Regions from separate parts of the Mus musculus genome. Here region 1 is linked to region 2. Evidence: chromatin contacts called from public HiChIP or PLAC-seq data. All regions are on one chromosome and are shown on one strand. The core of a region is the stretch at or near the end of the contact, and the rest is flanking DNA. Distances in the headings are between cores, read along the strand shown.

Region 1 (5,453 bases), core at 550-3,049, 850 kb before region 2:
GTCTTACATAGGGTTCTATTGCTGTGAAGAGACACTGTGACCAAGGCAACTCTTATAAAGGAAAGCATTCCACTGGGGCTTGGCTTATGGTTTCAGAGGTTTAGTCCATTATCATCATGGTGGGGAAACATGGCAGCCTCAAGCCAGACATGGCGCTGGAGAAGGAGCTGAGAGCTCTACACCTGGATCCACAGGCAGCAGAAGTGAATGCCACACTAGACCTGGCTTGAGCATACAGGAGATCTCGAAGCCCACCCCACAGCGACACACTTCCTTCAACCAGGCCACACCTACTCTAACAAGGCCACACCTCATAATAGTGCCACACCCTGTGGGCCAAGCATTTAAGCACATGTGTCTTAGGGGCCAAACCTATTCAAACCACCACAGCTTGGAACCATCTTGCTAACCCTGTTTGTTTGTTTTTAGAGACATGCATCAGTATTTATTGCAGGCTAGCCTTGCTGTCTCAGCTCAAATGATCCTCCTTGTAATTGGTCCTTCCAAGTAGCTGGGACTACAGGTGCCTATGCCTTGGCTACAAATTATGTCAATATTATCTCTATTTAAAAACCCACACAACCCCTAGGAGAAAAATATAGTGCTCTTCTGCCGATTAAAAGGATAACTGGGAGGTTGGCAATAGCCTTTAATCCCAGCATTGGGGAGGCAGAGGCAGGGGAATCTCTTGAGTTTGAGGCTAGCCTGGTCACTGGCCAGAGTGAGTTCCAGGAAAGCCAGGGCTTCCAGGACAGCCAGGGCTACACAAACAAAAACTGTCTCAAACACACACACACACACACACACACACACACACACACACACAAACAAAAAATGGGGATTCGGGGGGGGGGGGGTATCGTATTGGGGAAATACACTTGCTGCCAAGGCTGATAATCTAAGTTTGATATAGATAACCCAAATGGTAGAAGGGCCAACAACTAAAAATTACCCCATGCCAGCCAGAAGAGCAAGCTCTCCCCCACAAACAAAGAAACTTTTTTTTTTTTAACAAAAGTTTTTTAAAGGGAGAGGGGGCACACTGGCTGGCTCAGTGAGGAAGACCACTGGAGTTCTTCCGGAGGATCAGGGTTTGGCACCAAGCACCCACATGGTGGCTAACAACCGTCAACTCCAGTTTTAGAGAAACAAATGCCCTCTTGTGGCCTCATCAGGCATTGCATGCACATGGTCCACAGCCATGCCTGAAGGCAAAGATAACCATACAAATAAAAATAAATTTAAAGGGAGGTTAATTAATTCAAAACTTTAAGGAGCCGGGCGTGGTGGTGCACGCCTTTAATCCCAGCACTCAGGAGGCAGAGGCAGGCGGATTTCTGAGTTCAAGGCCAGCCTGGTCTACAGAGTGAGTTCCAGGACAGCCAGGGCTACACAGAGAAACCCTGTCTCGAAACTCCCCCTCCCCCCAAAAAACCCCACAAAACTTTAAGGAAACACTCTTTTTGACACTTCCTTCTCACACCATGAGCAGGACTTAGTTCTTTTAAGAGGACTTTGTGGGTTGGCAAAATAAGTACGAAAAAATGTGCTTACCTTGAAGCCAGCCCTTCTGAAAAGTTGGGAAGTACTCACAAACAGGTGCCAACTCCACAGAGTTGTCCTCTGACACAGGGGCAACACACACACACACACACACATTTTTATATGCATGAGTGTTTTCCCAGCATGTACATTTTTATAACACGTTTGAAGTTCTGGATGATTGTGAGCCACTGTGTGGATACTGAGAATCAAAATCAGCTCCTCGGCAATAGCAACAAGAGCTCTTAACCTCAACGCCAATTCTCCAGGCTCTCCCCTCCCCCCTCCACACCCCCTCCCCCACCCCCGCCACCCCAAATGCTAATTTTAAAGGGGGAAAAAAAGACACAGGAAAAAAACAAAACAAAAGAAAACAAAACAAAAAAACAACAGGAAGGGTGGCGGGGGAGGAGCGTCGTTGAAGTTTTTCTCTAGGACAATAGTGACACCGTGTGGCCAGTTCTTAGGACAGCAGTTACGAAGCGGAGTGAGTGTTGATTATACACTGGAATGCAAAAATCACTGTTAACTACATCAAGCAGACTTCAGATAGAATTCAGAGAGTTTATGGAGACCTAGCATTTGTGAGGACTATGCCGGTTCTTTTACAGATGTCTTTATTATATTGTTCTGTATTTTCTCAGATGATCAGGGACTAAATTAATTCTGCTGTGTTTATATAGTAAAGCAATCCTGCAGTTGTAAGCAAATGTATGTTAGTGTATTCTAGGGAAATTGGTTTTAAATATTCATTCATTCATTCATTCATTCATTCACTCATTCATTCACTCATTCATTCATTCAAAGATGGGCTCCCACTCCAGTCAGGCTGCCTTTGGATTCATTATATAGCCCATTTGTAATTCTCCTGCCTCATCCTGCCCAGTAATAAGATTACAGGCACGAGCCTCCACCTAGTTGACAGACCCCTTGCTTTGCTAACCTGCTTCCCATAGGGACTACACAACACATTCTGGCATGCAGAGGGACTGACTTTGTCCTAGCTTTAATAGTCCACCCCACCCCCTTTGGTAGTTGCCATTTCTTCAAATACAGTTTATTCACTCAGTTAAAATAATAACTTTAAAAGATGAAAGTAGCATTGAGGTGCAGTGTGCACACCTGTAGTACCAGCACTGCGAAGTGGAGGCAGGAGAACCCTGAATTCAGGCCATCCTTATGAAAGAGGAAATAGAGACAAAGAAAGTGAGAACTAGAATCATCCTCCCAGAGCACAGCACATGGAGGCAGCAGAATCCGAAATTCAAGGTCATCCTCAGACACACAGGGAGTTTGAAGACAACCTGGGCTGTGTGAGACCTGTCTAAAACAGACAGACAGACAGACAGACAGACAGACAGACAGACAGACACATTAAAGAGAACACAAGCACCTAACCAGGGTAAATTTTTTCTATTCATCCACTAGACATTTTAGTAAATACATTGTTACTGTGAATGTGTGCTTGGTGATGTGTGGTCAAATGTGCCACAGTGGGTGTGCAAAGATCAGGGACAGCTTTGTGGAGTTGGTTTTCTCCTTCTGCCTTTATGTGGGTTCCAGGGATTGAACTCCGGTTGCCAGATGGAGCAGCAATAACCTTCTGAGCCATCTCACTGTCTGCATCTCTCCTTCCCCGTGGCTGGTGAGACGGCATAAAGCAGCATCCTGGACGCTTCTTTGGAACTATGTTTGACGTCCATGATGATTGGGAAGTGCTCAGTATATAAACATGCCTGGTAATGAACCGCAGGGAGCTGGAGACACACATGAGGCCAGGGTGATTTACAGCATCGTTTATAAAGCAGGATACAGGAATTGAGTTGGTTGAGACCTTAGAGGTTAAGTAGACCAGTCTCCTACTCAGGAAGTAATCCTGCCAACAATAATCTTGACATGCGGTTATTTAACATCTGCTGGAACAATCTCAGTGATTCCCAGGAGTAGAAAGCTCCCTGCCTCTCTAGGCACGTCATTCCCAACTCGAATGATCCCAGAGTCTTTCTTCAGTGATTTGAGGTCTGTCTTCTTGCAGCTAGGGGTTTTTCTCAGGCTGCCTCAGTAAACTAGTGGGCACCTTTCCTAACTTAGTAGATAGGTTACTGTGTAAATTTCTCTCCCCTCCAGGCTAAATGTACCCAGGCTTAGCATCCCCTAACCGTTTTTTGGTCACTTCCTTGGCTACTTCTCATTTTGTCAATGTCCCAGTAAAACGGATGTGATGGACACAGTCTTTGTTATGGTTTTTGTTCTTGCTTTTCTTGATATCGAGTCTCCTGCAGCTGAGGCTCACCTTGGAGTTTGGACCCTTCTGCCTCCGCCACCCAAGTGCTGGGATTGCAGGGATGTTCGCCAATGTCCTGTTTATGTGATGCTGGGGTAGAATTCAGGGCTTTGTGTGAGCTGGGTAAGCATTGTAGAAACAGCCTTACATGAAATCTCATTACTTTAGTGTGTGGAAGGCTTGTGATTGTGTGTGGATTTTAGATTCCTGTTAATGCTGCTTAAGTCATTTGGTGGTTACACAACTCCCTTTCCATATATTTATTTTTAAAGAATCGACGCACAGTAAACATGACTATTTTTGAGAAAGAGTCTCACTATGTAACTCAGGCTGGCTTACATACCTCACATTGGCTGAGAATTTGCCATCCTTCTCAACTTCTAGGGTGCTGGAATTACAGACATGTACTAGCACACCCAGTTAACGTTGACATTTTTTTAAATGTGTGGTTGTAAAAGACACATATGTAAGTTGGATGGTGGTGGCACACACATTTAATCCCAGCACTTGGGAGGCAGAAGCAGGCAGATATCTGAATTTGAGGCCAGCCTGGTCTACAAAGTGAGTTCCAGGACAGCCAGGGCTACACAGAAAAAAACCCTGTCAAGAATCCAATAAACAAATGGACAAATAAATAAATAAAATTAATAATAAAAAGACACATAACCAGTACCACAACCAGGAGCCTCCCTGCTCCTATACCACTATAGTCAACCTCCTGTGGTCCCTGGCTCCTGGAATCATTGGTTTATTTACTGTAGAGTTTTGTCTGCTAAAAAATGTCATATGAGGTGGGTGATGTAGTTCAGTCATAGGGCATTGGCATAGGATGTGCGAAGTCTTGAATCCACCAGTCCTGGGGCCCCATGAGTCCATTATTTCTGGGTCTTATAGATTTTCCATTACATAAGCACAATTACATTGGTGCTTGTCTCCAATCTATCTTCAATCTCTTGATGTCTGGGAGGCAAGGTAGGAGGCTGAGGTAAGAGGGCTGTCAAGTTTGAGGCCAGCCTTGTGCTACATAATGAGACCCCGCACAAAAAATAATTAAAAACCCCTTGTAAGATGGTTTATGTAAAAGACCTGTAAGTTTATTCATTTGTTAAGTTTTATTAAATGTCTAGTATATGCCCTGGAGATATGGACTTGAATAAGGCCAAGCATCCTGCTACAGATCAGGATAACAATGTGGCCCCTTGGGAAATTGGGGAAAGAAGATTGCTGTGAGTTCGAGGCCAGCCCGGGCTATATAACATGGCCCTACCTCAGAACACAACATCACAATGTGCTTGGGTGTGACTCTTCAATCATTGGCCTGTTCCCCTAAACAAACTGGGTATGACCCGTATTTGTGATGTTGACGGTGATGTTCTATTTCACATGTCTTCATTTTGCGTACCAGGCTATCATGATAGAGTTTGGCACATGGTTTTCTACCCTTGCACACCAATGACTTCCAATGTGTTGGTGGAGACAGCCTGGCAGAGAACTGGTCAAGCGTGTTCTAAGTTAACACCAGTTCTCTCCTAAGTTTTAATACTAACCAACTGTTGAGGCTGCTGAGATGGCTCAGTGGTTAAGAGCACTGACCTCTCTTTTGTAGGGATCCAGGTTCAATCCCCAA
Region 2 (5,112 bases), core at 189-2,688:
ACCAAGTGATAATGGAGTTCATCTCAAGGAGCCTGGGTTTAAAGGCATCAAGTGCGCTTCACTTCTCCAGCACCTTCCTTGTTCGTCCACATTCCCCGGCCCTGCTTCCTCCCTGTCTGCATCTCCAGAGAGGAGGAACACAAAGATGGCGGTGAGAGCAGGTGTCTCCTTGAGAAACTCTTCCTTAGTTTAGGTCTGGGGAAACACAGAACACTGAGCATCTGAAACTGAAGCTCCCAGAACATTCTCCGTGTGGCCCACGGTATCTCACGTGTGAGCATCTGTATGGGAGGCTGGGGATGAGACAGGTCCTCACCTCAATGTGAGGCTGCCTGACTTTGCTCTGTGCAGATCCCTCTGTGGGCAGCTAGAGTAGGCAGTGCCCATGTGGACTTCAGTTACTGGAGTTGCTGGAGTCTACCATCAACTCACTGCTCTTTACACTGAGGAAAGACCATCAAGGAACACTCTGAGCAGTTAACAAATATCTGAGATTCCAGTCTAGAGTGACTTAAGGTAGCCAGGACTGGAAGCAAGAAAAATGGAAAGACTGGAAATACTCTTTCTTCCACAAACTTTGACCATAATTTTGAGACCAGGGCCAGTGCACCTCATAAGATGGACTTGTATCTTTGAAAATGGCATCCCTCTATCCCCTAATCAACTGTGGTTCCAGCATAGGAACAATACCACATCATGGAAAGGGCCTTTCAGCATTTATCACTATTTGCCACTGGAGAAAATAATGACAAACTGGCGTGTCTTTCTCCGGATGCTAATGGTCAGACATTTGCCATTAACTAGGGTAAGGACTGAAGGGAACCTGAAAATGGGGGCTGTTCCTACCCTGAAGCAGCACAATAATTTCCGGGCATTCTGTAGAACTCTGGGTTAAAATTTAATACTAAACAGTCTACGAGAATAAAGGATGGGGGTAGAATAGGAGGAAAATTGCAGGAGATAGGGAGCTGTTGTCTCAGAGCTGCCTTGTGCACATGAGGGCTGTTTTTAAACAATGAATCATTTTCCCACTCTCCTCAGCAGCTCCTTCCTGTAACCCTCAGCCTGCTGCGTCTCACTGAGAAAGGAGAAAAGGAAGGATGCAATTTATTCAGATTCCTGCAAGTGGCTAGCGCTCATTTGGACATCTCATCTGTACGTGTGCAACGGGCCATGCGAGGAAGAAGTACTAAAATAGACATCGAACTGCCAGGAGTGGAAGCAAAAACGCTGCCAAGACAGATAAGAGCAGGGCTTCGGAGATAAACCAAAGCATCAACTTCAGCATGGCCAGGAGGACAACAACATCCACAAATGCCTAACAGAAGTAGACTCGATGTAGGAAGTATGAATCAGGGACTGGGAGATCGACAGAAAGTGTCTCCAGAGCCCCCATTTCCTGATCAGAGGCACCCTTAGTCTCAAGTTACAAGACTGTTTCCTCCCAGCCCCAGACACTTCGGTGTCACTTCCGGTGGTGAATAATTACAAAGGCCAGGGAATAAAGTATAAAGGGGCATTAGAATGGAACAGAGTGACAAGTTCATATATTTGTGTCATACTGTTGCGCCTACCTCACACTCAGAAGTTTCCTGGGAGGACGTCAGTTTGTGATCTAGAGATCAACCTTTACACAGTTAACCCACAGCTGGACTACATTTCCCAGATATCCCTGGGTCAGGCCCAATCGTCCAAGAGAGATCTGCCTGATGAAATACAGGTGGAAGTGTTAGATTTACTTCCAGATATGGTCAGACCAGACCCCCTCTGCCTCCCAGACTCATCATCCTTCATGATTTTCCCACGGATACGGTGATGGCACAAGATGGAGGACACATGGGCCATAAGAGCTACTAGTCAATCAGGAACAAGAATTTTGAAACTTGGGGTGATGTTTCAATTCTCTGTTCCTGCAGAATGATTCCAAACAGCGAGCCAAAACAATTTGTTTTCATCTCTATTGGTACTATAGGCTGGCTCAGATGGATCTAACTTGGGCTGCTTCATATAGACTTGCAGTTAGTTGTGAGCATATCTCTTTCAATTCTTAACTTGATTCACTGCCCCGGCCCTCTGACAGCTCCTGAGAAACACTTTTAGAAGTCATAGGCCTGGAGAAGATGGCTTAATCGGCAAAGTGTTCCCTGAAGAAGCTGGCGGACCGGAGTTTGATTCTTCAGCTCACGTGCACACTCTTGTATCTCAGCATTTGCTATATGGAGATAGTAGGACCACTGGTTCTGCCAGGCAGACTTAAAGAGAGTAGTGAGGTCCTAACACAGTGGCAAACATCTGAGTAACATCTGCGGTCATCCCCTGTCCTCGAAGGCACATACAAACATTCAAAGAATTCATGTTCAAGGCCCTCCCAGTCCGTAGATAAGCAAATTTATGTGGATTAGAAGAGCGCCTAGAGACATACATTTTACACAGCGCTGTTTGCCGAGCTTAATTCTCTTCTCAGTCCTTTGAATTTTCTACCTCCCTGGCTACACACAGGGGGAGTCAGCCTCTTTGCAAACCTGACTGGTCAAGTCAGAATGATGGCACTCCCGGAAGCCACAGTCATGTTGCTCCTCTTTTTGATGACATTCTCCAGGGTGACCCTGAAGAATTCTCTTTGACACTCTGCCACATACTAAGGTTCTGGTGCACTGAGCTAGAGTCCTTAGCCTGAATCTTCGGCAGTGATAAACTTCTTGTTCACTTGCTCGATCTTCTTTACACAGAGGCTGAGCATCCACTTTGATCTTTCTGCCTTATTGCCTGGAATCCAGCTTGTCTTGCTGTGTCTGCTCATGGGCACGAGACTTGAGTTTCATGTCCTTTCTGCTGGAAGCTTCCGTATAAGGCAGACTTAAAAATTGATTTCCAAATACATTATGTCACTGGATTTTTTCTTCTTGAAATATTAATATCTCCATGTTGTTACATGTCATTATGCATATACTATTGTTTCCCCTTCATTAATTCAGTCTTTCTTTAGCCTCTAGTGACTTCTTGAAAGGGGTTGTTTTGGGTATAGACTATTCTTTGCTGGGAAGTAAAGTCTCTTAGTCCTTGGTCCCTCTTTGTCCAACCCTGTGTTTCACCACATACTCACAGGAACTGCTACTTTAGGGGTCATTGGGAACTTAAGGAGGCTCCGAGTCTGTTCAACAGCCCCATCCAGAGCTGATAAAAGTGAGCTGCTGCCTTTGCTGAGAAGAGCATTGATTCTAGCCCTGAAGACTACGAGAGAGCAAGTGCAGCCATGCAGACCACCCTGGTGCCGGGTCATATTCAACCATGAGGAGACGGAGTAACTGATAAACCCACACCTGTTTCAAACCCAGAACCCCAATACTGGAATTCACCACCACATTTTGCTGCTTTAGTTTTGGCGAACTCTTCCTCGGGAGATCGGCTCCCTTGCCTTCAGTTCTTAGCTCATGACTTTCTGTGCCTCTTCTGGGCTTTCTGTTACAGTGGTTCAGCTTCTTGTCGGGCTATATTCTTCCTAAACTGCCTGTGCTTCATTTTTTATCCTCCTTATAGAAATTGAAAGCAAACAAACAGCAGAATGGACTTGTCTCACACTCTCTAGAGTGGAACAGAACCTGAGGGATGAGAAGGATCCTGTTCAAGGTCTGGCTTTGCTCTTACCTGGCTCTCTTAGCAGGCTTTATTTTCTAGGCTTTATTCCCTTCATTTGCAAAACTGGAGTTGGTATAAACAACAGAACTGACAGCATCAGACCAGTGGTGGATACACAGCAGCTTTCTTCTAGGTAGTCATAGCAGTCCTACCTTCTTTGGGGCTCTTGGGAAAGCAGTTTCCATACCTGGACCACACTGCCATCCTCTTTCCTTACCCTAGCCAAAGTGCTTTCTTCTGTATCTGTTCAGGTGCCATTCTCTCAATGACTAGGTCAAATGTGCATTTCATATAATGATATATAAATATACCAATTCTTTACTGTAAGGCCACCAATCACAGTTTTAAGATTATATTGTTCTGTGTGATTACTTAATTAGACCAGCAATAGAACATGTGCCTTGTGAGGACATACATATCTTTTTTTTCTCTCACCAATGCCCCTTCAACACCTATACTCAACATATATTTGTGGAATAATGAAGGGATGAAAATAAATGGATGATAACGGAGAAGATGGATATGGTGCAGAACAATCACTGTGCACTCTGTTGTTATGAAAACTATATACTCCTCCAAAGCAGAATTTATAATGCAAATGAGTCTATATCAGAAGGACAAAAAAATGCAATGTTTACTCTTAACACGCATATCTGGGCAGCTCAACACTGTGCCCCAAAGGGTGTAGCCAGAGAACAAAACAAAACAAAACATAGAGAAGATTAAGAGCTCTATGGTACTGGTACTGGAATGTCAATCCTCAAGATTCTTATCAGTGCTTAAATCCCTGGAGACATAGAGGGAAAGGGAAGGTACAGATTAAAGATAGCCTCAAACTGTTTGACACTGTTCTGATTAAGAAGTTGAGACTAGATCTATTATTGTTGAATTTGGGCAGATTTATGACCACTTAATTAGAATCTTCCTGAAGGGAAGATGTACTAGCTTCAGAATCCATGACTTACAAGGCTAGGAGCATCTGCCTCTTAGACTATTTCCTCCTAAGAAGCCTGGAATGCACCTGACCAAAGATGTGCATGCTTGAGAAACCCAAGCCACACTAAAGGAAGAGCTTAAGAGAGGGAACAAGGCAACAGGGAGCAAGGGAAGGAGATAGAGAGGTGGGGCTCTGAGATATCAGACCTGTGAGTGAAGAAACTATGATAGTGTCAAGCCATTGAGTATTAGGGAAGCTGGTAGTGCAACCAAAGAAAATGGAGATGGGTTGGCTGACAGAGGTCAACAGGAATCCAAGCTTTACCAAAACAAGCAACGCTCAGGAATTACTAGAGATTTTAAAAGGAGACTGACTATTTAGGTTATTCATGGGACTAAGACCTAAAATGGGCAGGAGGATAATTCAAAATTCCATGGCATGGCATTCCTGGATACAGTTATCACAGGTCCAACACAAGATGGGTCTGTGACACCTGCCACATTTCCTGTCTGTGTATATGAATGATTGATGAAATGCTG

The links. HiChIP or PLAC-seq counts read pairs in DNA pulled down with a chosen protein or histone mark.
Region 1: a contact with region 2 is called in a RAD21 HiChIP or PLAC-seq map of pro-B cells, with 8 times the contacts expected there. The contact joins two enhancer-like sites. A contact is called at or near these places in 2 of 39 promoter capture datasets (cranial neural crest and hippocampal neurons), 1 of 15 datasets of contacts at CTCF or cohesin (pro-B cells), 4 of 484 Hi-C or Micro-C datasets (the G1E-ER4 cell line, cortical neurons, myocytes and 1 more), 1 of 115 datasets of contacts at active chromatin or transcription factors (astrocytes) and 1 of 9 other capture datasets (embryonic stem cells).

Annotation. Positions count from the first base shown.
Region 1 is chr2:69,631,712-69,637,164 of GRCm38.p6, reverse strand. No RefSeq gene overlaps it. Among named protein-coding and RNA genes, the nearest start is that of Bbs5, 13 kb to the left of the region's middle. Within about 2 kb of position 1,799, at least 53 of the 459 cell types and tissues checked have an H3K27ac peak or open chromatin away from gene starts, as enhancers often do. A contact at or near this core is called in the G1E-ER4 cell line and pro-B cells, where this site is marked.
Region 2 is chr2:68,778,892-68,784,003 of GRCm38.p6, reverse strand. No RefSeq gene overlaps it. Among named protein-coding and RNA genes, the nearest start is that of Gm36174, 41 kb to the left of the region's middle. Within about 2 kb of position 1,438, at least 95 of the 459 cell types and tissues checked have an H3K27ac peak or open chromatin away from gene starts, as enhancers often do. A contact at or near this core is called in the G1E-ER4 cell line and pro-B cells, where this site is marked.